2 separate regions of the Oryctolagus cuniculus genome follow, and region 2 is linked to region 1. Evidence: chromatin contacts called from public Micro-C data. All regions are on one chromosome and are shown on one strand. The core of a region is the stretch at or near the end of the contact, and the rest is flanking DNA. Distances in the headings are between cores, read along the strand shown.

Evidence for each region. Hi-C and Micro-C count contacts between places; a contact is called where the count stands out from the background.
Region 2: a contact with region 1 is called in a Micro-C map of ear pinna, with 4 times the contacts expected there. The contact joins the promoter of DDX10 here to the promoter of POGLUT3 in region 1. A contact is called at or near these places in 2 of 6 Hi-C or Micro-C datasets (ear pinna and an unstated tissue).

What each region holds. Positions count from the first base shown.
Region 1 is chr1:100,229,078-100,233,219 of mOryCun1.1, forward strand. It overlaps POGLUT3 (protein O-glucosyltransferase 3), which reads right to left and starts at 2,380. Exons shown (of 8, transcript XM_070077821.1): 1 at 2,329-2,380. The coding sequence starts at 2,365.
Region 2 is chr1:100,407,349-100,411,490 of mOryCun1.1, forward strand. It overlaps DDX10 (DEAD-box helicase 10), which reads left to right and starts at 1,693. Exons shown (of 21, transcript XR_011390521.1): 1 at 1,693-2,038.

The DNA of each region.
Region 1 (4,142 bases), core at 1,130-3,629:
GCAGCCCTAAACATAAGACATAAATTAGCTATCCTAACTGGCAACAACTTGAAACCAGCAAGGCAAGTCCTAAGAAGTTGCAAGATGTAAAGAACGTGGGAGGAAGGACCTGAAGAGAGGGATTCGGGACAAGATCCACCCTCGGCAGAGGAAAAAAATCTGACTTTCTACTGAGTTTCTCCAGTTCCTGTAAAATGCTTTCAAGGACTTAAAGCTAAGAAGAAAACGCAGCATGCAAAAAACTGCCTCCTTTTGGCCTTCTGCCCCACATTTCGTCAGGGTGGCAATTGTTTCAAACCCATCAGGCCCAGACAACGTAATGGACCTGATGACTCATGCGGGTAGGCACGCCCTGCTTGCTCCCACAGCTGAGGCCAAAGTCAGAGGCGGAAGCACCGTCCTCCCACACGCGAGCAGCCCATCCCTCCTGCACGATGTGGCAGGGCCCCTAGACTCATTCATCCATTCCACAAACTTCTATGGCGACTCCCTCCCGCCGGAGTGTCCGGGAGGGAGAAAGGAGGAGGAGGAGGAGGAAGAGAAAGGTTGGGCAGACCCCCAGAGAGGACGCCACGCAGGCCTCAGGCCGATTCCCGGGCGGCAGGGCGAGGGAGGCCCGCGGCTGGACGCTACCTGGGGGCGAGCGAGTGAGGTTCTGGCCCTCCGCGTTGACCGCCTGCACGTAGAAATAGCGGACGGGCAGCACGACGGCCGCCTGCAGCCCGGGCCCCCACACCAGGCTCCGCGGCGCGCTCACCGGCGCCTCCGGGGCCCCGGCGACTACCAGCAGGGCGAGCTGCGGCACCAGCAGCTGCACGGCCCGCGGCAGGCGGCGCATGGCTGCCGCGCCGCTGCGCTCGGGCTCCGCGGTGGCGGCGGGGAAGGCCCGGGAGCGCCGCGGGCCAGGGCTGGGGCCGACCGGGGGCGGGCCTGAGCTGTGCGCCGCTGCCCGCCCCCGGCCGTGTAGGGGCGGGAACTCGGGCGGGCGCCAGGACCCGCGCGCCTCCTCCCCGCCGGCCCCTAGGACCCGCCACGGAGGGAAAGGGTTGAGAGCGGCGGCCGGAGAGACCGAGAGTGCCAGGGTGCGCCCCGCATGGCTGCGCGCTTGGCACGGCCGCCGCCCATCTCCGGTGGCCTGGCTTTGTCCACGGTTTTGAGGAAACCCTTCGTAAAGGACGCAGACCTGCTGCTGATCGCTTGGGGAGAAGAGAGCTCCATTCCCGTGCGGAGAGCTTAAACATCAAGCAGCGCCAAAGTCACCTGCCGGCTGCCCTCCAGGCCGCTTCTCACAGCCCTGCGTTGACACCCGCGCCCGTAGCGGCCAAGTTTAGCGGTCGCGGTCTCTGCTCCACAGGCTCCCGCACTGGAGTGATTCCCTCCACTACACCCCATTTCCTCTCCGCCAGTCCTTTCAAAACACTTGTCCTGAGCTTCCAGGGTGTTTGGGCCAAGACCCAAGTGGGCCCCGGGGGCAGCCGATGGCAGTCTCAGACTGGCCTGAGCATGGTGGCTGGGATTCTCCTCAAAGCCAGGCGCCCCCCACCCCCAGAAGGGGTGGGAGTTGTTGGCCTTGGCCTTCCCCGTCCCTGAGAAGCTGAAGCTGATCCGTCCAGCCTGGCAGACTCTGAGGGCCTGTCTGCCTCTCCTTTCTGACCATGTAATTCACATTTTGTTTATTGTTTTTCCTTTTTCTTGCATCTTCTTATGGTTTGAACCTATTTAAGGAAATGCACGTTCTTCTTGGGCAGAGTGAATGCAGGGAACGCACCCTCCGGGAGGGACCCAGCGCTTCTGCACCCTCCCCGCAGGCCTCAGTCGCAGCACCAGGCCCTGCGCCGCCCTTGGTGCCTCTCGCGGCCTCTAGTGTGCTGCCCAGTATTCCTGCGAGGACCAGGTTTCACCAGGGCAAAATCTTTCCCACATTATCACCAGTTCTCCCGACCTGGCGGGTAGTGCTCAGCGGAGGTTGTAGACATTGCTCTTTGTCCTTTAGAAAGATGACCAGGATCTGGTAGTAGATCATGGTCAGTTCCAGGGCTACAGCCTTCCTCGGTTTTACTTTTGTTGAAAAATATTTTCTGGAGTTGTCTGCTTGAAATGTTTAGAACACATTTTATTCACACTCTTCCAAAATCAGACTTTAAAAATTTCCAGGGAAGTTATCTGAGGACTAGCTGGTACCGGATGACAATAAAATATAGCCTAATAAATTTTATAACAGTTAGGGTAACACCCAATCTTTTTTTTTTTTTTTTTAAAGAACATCCAGGAAGCTATATAATTTTATCTGAACACTGTCGTGTTCAGCAATACTGAATCTGTACCAACCTGTTTTTTCTCGTCTTACTCCATCTCCAAAAAGCATATCTCTTTAGGTCAACCAATGCTTTATCCAGATTCTTCATCTTTATTGAATTTTATTCATTCATTCAACAAACATTTATTCAGTGCCTACTGTACTTTATACTTTGACTTCAAAGTGCCTGTGGTTTAGTGGAGAAGAAAACAAACATAATTTAGTTAGCATATAGGTGTAAAACTATGGATGAACTGTGCATGATCTGAGATGTTCTACCTACAAGCTAACAGATTAACCTGTTACTGTTTCATGGATGGCATGGAAAGGCACAAAACTCCTAAATCAGAGACAAAGTATCTCATAATTCACTGTGAAAGTAATAGCAGAGCTTTATGCTGGTTGTGTTGGTTCCACAGGCCACCAAGTCCTGTGGGGACAATGCAAAGGGCCTGGATGCCTGAAGTGGGTGGTATTATAAAAGAAGACCACTGAGCCTAGGGAACATATACCACTTTTAAGGTAAAAAGAATTGAGCCTGCTTTTTGTGGGTAGAGAGATACTCCCTTCAGGTTGCTTGCTGCAAGTGCTTCCCTGAGAGCTGGCGTGCATTAGAGCAGTAGGAGCTTATTTTCCTGGCATTTCCTGCATGAATGTTCAGGTTTCGTAAGAGTGCCTCTCCCACCAGTGTAAGTGCAACACACTGCACATTGCATATGAGAACCACTTAAGCTGGTCTTGGGGGGCGCATCAAGAGAGGCTCTCTGAAACAGATGCCGTCTGTGCCGAAGCTTGAAGGCTGAAAAGGAATCGGCTGCATGAAGAGGGGGAGGAATGCAGCCCAGACAGGAGAAAGGTCGTGTGTAAGACTTGAAGTAAATGACACACGTCGAGAAGTTCCTCATTCTCTTTCATACTCATCTCCGTATTGGGTTTTTGGTCTAAAAAACATTGTAATTTTAATCTCTGTGACTCTAGAAAGATGAGACTCAACACACATCTGTAAATTGCACTGGCCCCTGGAATCTTAACATTGTCACATTAAACTTATAGCTAATTGTTGTCCATTCAGTTCATAACGGTTCTGCCTTTTCTAGTAACTTCTCCTCTGTTTCCACGCCAGAGTTCACACTGTTAACAGTGAGGCTTTGCAAACATGACCTTAATCTGTGGTTATATAGCTGACTGGCCCATGGTTTTTGTTATTGTTTTTTGTTGTTGTTGTGTGTGGGTTTTTTTTTTTTTTTTTTTTTTTTTTTTTTTTTTTTTTTTTTGACAGGCAGAGTGGACAAGGAGAGAGAGAGAGAGAAAGATCTTCCTTTTGTTGGTTCACCCCCTAAATGGCCGCTACAGCCGGAGCTATGCTGATCCGAAGTCCGGAGCCAGGTGCTTTCTTCTGGTCTCCCATGCGGGTGCAGGGCCCAAGCACTTGGGCCATCCTCCACTGCCTTTCCAGGCCACAGCAGAGAGCTGGACTGGAAGAGGAGCAACCTGGACAGAATCCGGCGCCCCGACAGGGACTAGAACCCGGGGTGCCGGCGTCACAGGCAGAGGATTAGCCTATTGAGCCACGGTGCTGGCCGGGTCTTAAGTCATGATGAGCTAGTCAGAATCCTTTCCCTGGGAGTTTAAAATTAAGACTAGCAGGGGCTGGCACCATGGCTCACTTGGTTAATACTCCACCTGTGGTGCCTGCATCCCATATGGGTGCTGGGTTCTAGTCCCGGCTGCTCCTCTTCCAGTCCAGCTCTCTGCTGTGGCCCGGAAGAGCAGTGGAGGATGGCCCAAGTGCTTGGGCCCCTGCACCTGCATGGGAGACCAGGAAGAAGCACCTGGCTCCTGGCTT
Region 2 (4,142 bases), core at 443-2,942, 180 kb after region 1:
TTAGTTCTTTAAGGACTTTGTGAATATTGGTTGGCAGTAGAGAATATGGTATTAAAACTAAAATCTGTTAAAAACTATTGTCCTCATTGTCACAACTGAAAATCTGCTTAGGGGCCATTCCTACAGAAAATAAAGTCTGACACAAATAAGCATTGAAATCATTACAATGATGTCATTTTATGTGATCAAGATATAAACCCTTTATATTACAAATTATTAAACATAATGACTTCAGAATGTGATGTTGAGTTTTTAATTATAACTAAAATTTGAATTTTGTTAAAATTTGACTTATTTAATGAATGATCACTTCTATAATGAGTTCTAATTTGTTTTCTTTTTTTAAAAAAAGATTTTATTTTATTTATTTGGAAGAGAGTTACACAGAGAGAAGAGAGGCAGGGAGAGAGAGAGAGAGAGAGGTGTCTTCCATCTGCTGGTTCACTTCCCAAATGGCTGCAATGGCCGGAGCTGCGCCGATCCGAAGCCAGGAGCCAGGAGCTTCCTCTGGGTCTCCCACGTGGGTGCAGGGGCCCAAGGACTTGGGCCATCTTCTACTGCTTTTCCAGGCCATAGCAGAGAGCTGGATTGGAAGAGAGGCAGCCAGGACTCAAACCAGCACCCATATGGGAAGCTGGTGCTTCAGGCCAGGGCTTTAACCCGCTGCGCCACAGCACCAGCCCCCTAATTTGCTTTCTGGGCATTTTTTGCTCTTATTTCTTGGATACAATGCTTTATCTTAAGAAAAATATTCACAACATGGTTTATTAGTTTTGGCTTAAAACTTTTAAATGATTTTATCAGGTGTTTGGTAGGCTTTTGCTATTCTTTCATATTTAAGAGTAGGTTGTGAGTCACAGTGTGGTGTAAGTGGGCTAAGCCTCTGGCTGCACTTCCAGCATCCCATGTGGGCGCCAGTTCGTGTCCTGGCTGCTCTGGGTATGGCCTGGAAAAGCAGCGGAAGATGGCCCAAGTGTCTGGGCCCTTGTACCTGTGTGGGAGACCCCAAAGAAGCTCCTGGCCCTGGCCTGGCCCAGCCCTAGCCTTTGTGGCCCTTTGGGTAGTGAGCCAGTGGATGGAAGAGCTCTCTCTCTCTTCCGAATAAAAAAAAATCTAAAAAAAAAGAAAAGAAAAGAAAAACAAATGAATGCCAATTTGCCCGAGTGACCAATTTCCAAATATTATTTCTGCACTTATTATCATTATCCTAGCATTTTGAGGCAAATTCATTTAGACTGTGTTCATGTTCCTCGCCATTTCCAGCTTGTTTCAAGGGCCCGGAGGAAATCGCAAACTCAGAGGGCATAATTCATTTTTATTCCTAAAGAGGTGCACTGAAGTGGACAGAAATTAAAGTTATTATCCAGCTGTTTGATTTAGGTAAACTCTTTCGGCCCCGTGGTCCTGAATATGCAAAACGGAGATCACAATTACAATTCATAGATTGCGCGTAAATACGCGCGTGCTACAGAACGCTCTCCGAAGTTTGAACCTAGCCCGTAAATGTTCAGTAGAACAGCACCAAAATAGTAGCGGCAGCCACCGCGCATGCGTCATTTTTAAGGGCCGGCGTGCTCCTGCGGCCTCTCGGCCCGCCCTCTTTCTCTGATCGTTCCGCCCTATTTCCTCCCATCCTGCCCCTCCCTGCGTAAGCCAAGTCACCAATCAGAGCTCAGTTTTCCCTTTACGTCATTGGCGCGTGCCCCGGTTTCAAAAGCATGGGGACGGGCTCCTGAACTCGCGCATGCGCCTCTGTGCGCTTTCCCCACGCTGGTTCCGTGTCCTCTCCGTGCAGCTCCTCCGCCTGGCCCTGATATCTAGTTTCTGGGGTCTCTGTGCTGTTGCCACTGCGATGGGCAAGCCTGCCGAGCACCGGGGTTCAGGAGAGCGACCCGACCCGGTGCGGAGTTTTAATCGCTGGAAGAAAAAACACAGCCATAGGCAGAACCAGAAGAAGCAGTTGAGGAAGAAGCTGAAGAAGCCCGAGTGGCAGGTCGAGCGCGAGGGTATCAGCCGCCTAATTCAGAACTACGAGAAGGTGAGGCTGGAGCTGGGGAGGGGCGCGGGTGGGCCAACCGGCGGACAACGTGCCGCCGACGCGATGGGCTTCAGAGGGGAGGGCGCGCACCTATGCCTGGGAAGCAGTTAGACCGATAGGCCGGAGAAGGGAGTGGGGGTCCCTGTGGAGGGGACCAGCTGGATAGTCAGCTGGATTCCACAGCCCACATCTTTCCAGTACCCTGGCCACTCTTAGTCATCACACTGTTCTCGAAAACAGGCTGGAAATGCAGTGGTGTTTAAGGGAAGGGAGACTGATGCTGTGGAAGTTGAAATAATATAGCACTGTTATTCATGACAATAGTGGAGTAAGATACCTACATTCGTAGCACTCACTGAGCTCTTTATTTTAGTTCTTTGACGTGATCTGAGGGATGAATCTTAATATTCCCGTTTTACAGATGTGAAAATTGAGGCTCCAAAAGGATAAGAAACTATCCCAAACTCCCACATACTTAGTATAGGTGCTGTGGAATTGGAACCTAGACCCATGTCTAATTCCAAAGCCTTTGCTCTTCACTATTTTTTTTTTTTTAAGGACTTTATTTATCTGAAGGCTGAGTTACAGAGCGAGGGAAAGTGGGGGGGAGAGGGAGAGAGGGAGGGTGGAGAGAGAGGTCTTCCATCCTCTGGTTCACTCCCCAAATGGTCACAACAGCTGGAGTTGGGCCACACCAAAGCCGGGAGCCAGGTGATTCTTCTCCCACATGGGTGCAGGGGTCAAGCACTGTTTTCCTGACAAGCAGAGAGCTGGATTGGAAGAGGAGCAGCCGCGACGTGAACCGGTGCCCAAATGGGATTCTCCTGTTGCAGGCGGAGGGGTTAGCCTCCTATGCTTCAGCGCCAGCCCCTATTATTATTAAGATTTATTTATTTGAAAGAGTGGGAGAGACAGTGAACGAGTGACATCTCCATCTGCTGGTTTGCTCCCTTGATGGTAGCAGGGGCCAGGACTGGGCCAGATGGAAGTCAGGAACCAGGAGCTTCATTTGGGTCTCCCAGCGGGGTGGCCAGGACCCAGAAATTTGGGCCATTTTTTGCTACTTTTCCCAGGCTGTTGGCAGGGAGCTGGATTGCAAGTAGAGCAGCTGGGACATGAACAGTCACCCAAATGGGATGCTGGGATAGTAGGCAGCGCCTTTACCAGCTAGGCCACAGCGCCTTCCCCTCCTCTTCACTGTTAGTCCAAACTGTGTCCTTCAACTTCACCCATCTTCCTTCCTGTGACCATTTCCGTTTCTCCATTTGCTTCATGTCCCCGTCATCTCCACATTGTCACTGCAGCTCCCAGATGAGTATCCCTGTAGTTACCACTTTGACTTCTTTTCCCAAACAACCAGAACTGTCAGTTCTTTTCCTCCTTTCCACCCTAATCCCGTGTCTGTTGGCTTTCTCACATGCTGCTTTGCATCTCAGTGATGGCTCCCTTCTATGACACTATATAAGGGATTTAACAGGTATAGTATTCCTGGGATGTCATGTGGTGTAGCTTTCCTTTAAATGAGATCAACAGTGAGAAAGTAGAGCTTAGCATTTAAGAGTTTACTTCTTGGGGGCTGGCTTTGTGGCTTAGCAGGTAAAGCCGCTGCCCACAGTGCTGACATCCTGTATAGGTACCTGTTCCTGTCTTGGCTGCTCCACTTCCAATCCAACTCCCTGCTAATGGCCTTGGGAAAGCAGTGGAAGACAGTCCAAGTGCTTGCGACCCTGCTACCCACATGGGAGACCCAGAAAAAGCTCCTGGCTTTGGTCTGGCTCAACCCCGGCCATTACAGCTATCTCGGGAGTGAACCAGCGTGTGGACAGTCTCTCTGTCTCTCCCTCTCTCTCTGTAACTGACTTTCAAATAGTAAAAAAAATAAACGTTTGCCTGGACTTTGGAGTTCCGATGATCATGATTTGATCTGGCTTTTGCTCACTAAATGTGTGACTTTAGGCAAATTGCTTACTGTGTTCACTTCTCTTTCCATTTAAAAGGCAAGTTAATATGTACCCGCTGTATTAATTGTTGTGGGAGATTTAGTGAGATAATGCTGGACGCAGATACACGTTCCATATATTAGCTGTTAAATTATAAGTAAAGC